Linked DNA regions of Columba livia: region 2 is linked to region 1. A link is a contact called in public Hi-C data. All regions are on one chromosome and are shown on one strand. Each heading gives the region's core, a stretch centred on a gene start, on an enhancer-like site or on the middle of the called end of the contact. The rest is flanking DNA. Distances are from core to core; before and after follow the strand shown. Region 1 has its middle 9.0 kb from the start of NAPG. Region 2 overlaps APCDD1 (APC down-regulated 1).

Region 1 (2,700 bases), core at 65-2,564:
TTTGCTATAGTACTTTCCAAGTCACATTCATTTTTTTCATATTAGTCTAACTAAAGTTTTGTATTTCACCTGAGTTCTATAAAACAGAATATTTTAAATTAATTCAGTTCAAATAAACCACCTTTTCTTTCTGTGTGACTTTGATGAAACCATTGACTTTGTTTTCTGCTCCTCAATTTTATATAGAGAACATATGGTTTATTACTGTGGTGCATGTGGAGAAAACCCAACTGTGGTTTTCTCTTGAAAAAAGAAAATGTCTAGTATTTTGTGAAAGTAATCTGGAAGATCAGGTTAGCATATCTTTGGACTATCCACAGATACGTAATTAAACTGTTTCTCATATGTAAAAAACATATGAGTGTGAGCACAGTGAATTCTCTTAAATGTAATTGCCTTTAATGTCATCTTCTCTGAAAGCAGTAGTGGGAAAATTTCAAGGAGGAATCAAAGCCTCCTTGTAAAAATCATATTCTTTATGTTTACTCTTAAACTGGTAAAGGAATTTATGACATGGGGGTAGGTCCCAATTTTTTTTTTTTTTTATTTTCAAGAACTGTAGAAATGAATCAAGTATTAATTCTTCCTTTTAAGCTGCAAAATGTATTTTCTTGTCTCTAAACCTGCTAAAAAAGGAACAATCACAGTACTTAAAAATCTGCTTCCCCTGCATACATATACTGTTAATAAAGATTACAGATGCACCTTCAGATGAGAAAAGGTAAATCAAGGTAGTGTTTCCCTACAGTTCTGTGTGCCAGGTCTTTCCTGTGATGGATATGCTTCTTACATACTTTTCTGTCCACAGTATTGCAGAGCACTCTGTCATTTCCCAATTATGTGTGTTTGCTTTCTACCTCCTACCTTCTTACACTGTTCTCTTTCCTGTTATTTCATGTGGTTTCTGGCTTTGATTTTGCTCTTTCAACTGGTGGCTGCTTCCTTCTCCTTTTTTTCTTCTAAGTGCTGCTTATAGTAAAGGTGTCCCATGATACAAAAATAAAGTAAAGGTGTCCCATGATACCAAAATACATGCTCTTATGGATGGTTTAAAGGCTGCAGAATAGAAACAGAAGCACAGATGGGTGCATGGAACATGTAATCTTTTCCACATAGTTGCATAAGAGGCTACAGGAAAAGCAGGAGGAAAAACTATTTTAAGTGCAGCTCCTCACTTCACCTGTGGCTTCTGGACCACAAGAAGGATACCACATATTCCCACGTCATTTGGAAAATTGCACATATGATTCAAAATCATATGGAAAAAGTAGTGAAGAATTATAGAATGACAGAACTTGTTGGAGAAGGTTCAGAGGAGAGACACAAAAATGATCAGAGGTCTGGAACACCTCTCCTATGAGGACAGACTGAGAGAGTTGGGGTTGTTCGGCCTACAGAAGAGAAGGCTCTGGGGAGACCTCATGGTGACCTTTCAGTACTTAGAAGTGGTCTATAAGAAAGGTGGGGACAGACTTTTTAGCAGGGCCTCTTATGGCAGGACAAGGGGCAATGGTTTTAAACTAAAGGAGGGGAGATTCAGGCCAGACATGAGGAAGCAGTTTTTGACAAAGAGGGTGGTAAAACACTGGCCCAGGTTGCCCAGACAGGCGGTAGATGCCCCATCCCTGGAGACATTCAAGGGCAGGCTGGACAGGGCTCTGAGCAACCTGATCTAATTGAAGATGTCTCTGCTCGTAGCAGGGAGTGTTGGACTAGATGACCTTTGAAGGTCCCTTCCATCACAAACTATTCAACACAAACTATGGATTCATTGAGGTTGGAAGCCATCTCTGGAGATGGTCTAGTCTAACTCCCCTGCTGAAAGCAGGGTCAACTATAGCAGACTGCTCATGAGCATGTCCGGTTGGGTTTTGGATATCTCAATAAAGAAACCATGCAGGGATGGGTCATAAATATAATAAGTCATATTCATAATAACAATTAAGCTATTGTGAGTTATGATGGCTACCACTGAACCGTGGATTAACTAAGAGCTAGTGGTGAATTCTTTCTCAATTGTAATCTTTAAATCAAACCCAAATCTCTCTTAAAAGATATGATTTTGGAGCTTGATACAGTATTTGGCAAGTGGAATTCAACAGTCCATGTTTTGTAAAGGCCAGAGTTGAGGAGCTTGTCTGTCACTTCTTGAGCTCAGTCTGGTGAATATAGATCAAGACGTGATCCCTGATTTAAAGGATGTTGTAATGAAACCTAGCGAACACAGGAGGGCTCTATTTGAACACGTATTAAGAAACATTTAGGGTGGTGCCAAACAGGAGTGGTACGTTTCGGTATTACATAACCTTAAGCTAAAGTGCAGTGCAGTTTAGAGAAGTAGAAGACTCTTAACAGTTTGCTGTGAAATTATCATCTTGTTTGGGGTATGTATGGGTTTATATCTAAACATTGCCTCCACGCTGGAGCACAGAAATATAAAAATAGATCATATGAACCCCAGCTGAAGTGGCTCATTATGAAACACATGAAACAAAATTCCTGATTTTGTCATTTATACTAAATATATACATTCTGTGTGAAACAGGTTTAGATTTAGATGTCACAGATATATATCACAGTACATCACAATCTGGCCTCTGGCTGGGAAAATGGTCTGTTACCTTGATTTTACATTTCAAATCTTAATTTTTCCTTATTGCTACCATGGAAACAAATGGAGAATCAAAGCAGCAGGGAACA
Region 2 (2,700 bases), core at 72-2,571, 270 kb after region 1:
TTAAGCACTTGTTAAACTATTGATTGAAATAAAAGAGACTAACTGAAAAATTAAGTATCTCTTTGCCTCCTACACGTTAATTTTCTGTTCACTTTCTACCTGTAAAAAATTACAGGTGTCTCAGAAAGCAATAACCAAAAATCCCTCTGTTCAGTAACTTGTGCACAGAAAAGCTCATTTCTTACACTATAGAGAAGAAAACACTTTTGCTTGAGAACATGTCACTAGAAACAGCTCTGATGAATACAAGTGGGAAGATTTGGGTTTCACAGCACATCTTTAGGTTCTCTGACTAAAATAGGGTCTGGAAATGCCCAGCAAGTAACAACAGCATTGGCTTGCAAAGAGCATATGGCCAGAGCATCTTTGTCAGGATAAAGACAGTGGTTTAAAAGAAACAAAATATTTTTCATAAATGAGAAGTAAGCAAACAAAACAGCATCACTGCCCTGCTATTCCATCTCTCTTGATGTAAGGGCTACAACCCGGGGGGCTGGGATTAGAAGAGACTCTTTTCTTAAACAGGAAGAAAAACCTCAAATTTACTGAGAATGGAAAGAAAATCACAGGATAACAAGAGTATCTTTCTTCAGTGCTGTGCAGTTTCACTCCAGCCTCACTTGCACAAAGAAAGAAGATGTGAAATGAAGCCAATGAGACTTCCACCATCACCATCAAAAGCTTGGGAGTCAAATGATTTCTGAGGTTTCAGACGCAACTCAGGAGGCCCCTGAAAGATGAGCTTGATTTTCAGGAAGAATGCCCTAAATTACAAGGCAGTCCAAATGCAGTAGCCACAGCCTGTGAAGAAGTGGCACTCTTTCCACATCAAGTAGTGGGTACGGATGAATTCAGGCATAAATAGATTATACATGGCAAAATATACTCACTCCTGACACAACAGGGTAGGCTAGGTAATAAAAACCAGCACTACTCATTCTGAATTTTTTCATTTATTTTCCATATTTTTTCCTCTTACTAGAAAGCATTTGCCAATAATTTTTTTCCTTCCAGTCTCCTCGTCTTTGGTGCAATCACTGTTGATGTCTTTAAATTACTATTTGCTGACAGCAATAAATAACAATAAGGAAATGAAGAAACAAAATTTCCACTCCACTGGTGAATCAGGCAGAAACAAACATGGCTGCAAGGCATGAAACCATAGGGACCCTAAATAGCTGAGGAAACAGCGCTGTTGGCCTGAGCAATTATTTACTAAGCACCTTCTCCCCACCCTTTCTTCATCACAAGTCTGCTCCAGGGTATAGGACCAGTCCATCGCACGGATTCTAGCTGTGGCGCTGCCAAGCCTCAAGAACAGTAATTAATTTCTACGTGTCTCCCAGTCACGGGAACTGCCCGTGATCACTGCTCTAAAGCAGGTAGACACAATTCCCAACATTCTTTTCCCATGGGAACCACATTGGACCCTGTCCACTGTCATTTCCATGACAGTCTATTGGAAAATGGGCAAGCAAACTATGCAGGATAGTGCATTCTTCAAATACAGAAATAAAAAAAGTTTGGGTAAAAAGTTTGTTCTTGGAGTTGTTAGGAATTATATTTCTTAGATTAACTCTGCTGAATTCTGCAATTCCACCCATGGAAAAAGTCTGGGATCTGACCTACTACATACCTTCATCCAGAGAAGAGATGCTTGCTAGACAGACACAAGCATAGATAGACAGACAGCAGCTTTACTAACTACCCGATAAGGCATTGCTGGAAACAACCATATCTTCCAGCAAACACAATGAATACCTTCATGGTTATAACCAAGAGACAGGCAAAGCCCGTGGGCGGGCCGGGAGTGGCTGCCGGAGCCGGGAGCGCTGAGGGCCGGGGAGACATTGCCATCTGGCGGCCTTCCTCAGCCTTCTTCCTACCGCCAGCTTTCCCCCAAAAAAACAGCGGGTAGAGGCAGCGGGGAGACCGAAACCAGACAAGGTGGGAGGTTCGCAGTCCCATTTACCGCGAACAATGAGCAGAAGCGCGGTTGAAGTGGAGAATCAGCGCGTTGTCCCTTGGTCTGAATATAGCAATTAACTCAGATCGCTTAGGAGAGAGCACAGTAGCAACTACGGAACAGAGCAGTGCCAGCAAGGCAAAGAGGGTGACACCACCATCACTTAAAGGGTCATCAGAGCCCGGTTAACTGGGCAAATTAACAGGAAACACGTACTGGCCCTTAAACTGCATCGGGGGACTGGATTAGATGATCTTTTGAGGTCCCTTCCAATCCCCAACGTTCTATGATTCTATGAACGAGTTTCTCCATTGAGTCCATGGTTTTACACAGAAAATAAAAATACACATACAGCTTTTTAAAGATATTTTAAAGTCCTCCCTGAGGATCAGGCTAACACTACAATTTCATTCCACATGATGCTCTCTCCTTACCAGGGGAGCACACCATTCACAGGAGCTTTAGTGATAAAAGAAATCACAGGAACTTCGCTTAGAAGAAATCTGAAGTCAGGCTTTCGAGAGTTAAGAAGCACCAAAATGAAGCTTTGTCCCTGTAGCCCCTTCTGCATGCCATACAAACATGGCAAGACTTTCTGAACCTATGCAATAGGCACTAGAGGAATCTCTTCCCCACACTGCATAAGGCATACTGGGCAAGTGACTGCATAGTCTGAGCCGTACCAAGCATTTCTGCAGGTTTTGGTTTAAAGTAACACTAGAAGGAAAAACTGT

The links. Hi-C and Micro-C count contacts between places; a contact is called where the count stands out from the background.
Region 2: a Hi-C map of crop shows a contact between it and region 1, with 4 times the contacts expected there. The contact joins two enhancer-like sites. A contact is called at or near these places in 2 of 2 Hi-C or Micro-C datasets (crop and liver).

Annotation. Positions count from the first base shown.
Region 1 is chr2:108,098,142-108,100,841 of bColLiv1.pat.W.v2, forward strand. No RefSeq gene overlaps it. Among named protein-coding and RNA genes, the nearest start is that of NAPG, 9.0 kb to the left of the region's middle. Within about 2 kb of position 1,315, at least 1 of the 3 cell types and tissues checked has an H3K27ac peak away from gene starts, as active enhancers do.
Region 2 is chr2:108,369,455-108,372,154 of bColLiv1.pat.W.v2, forward strand. It overlaps APCDD1 (APC down-regulated 1), which reads left to right. Exons shown (of 5, transcript XM_065053131.1): 5 at 1-54. Among named protein-coding and RNA genes, the nearest start is that of APCDD1, 35 kb to the left of the region's middle. Within about 2 kb of position 1,322, at least 1 of the 3 cell types and tissues checked has an H3K27ac peak away from gene starts, as active enhancers do.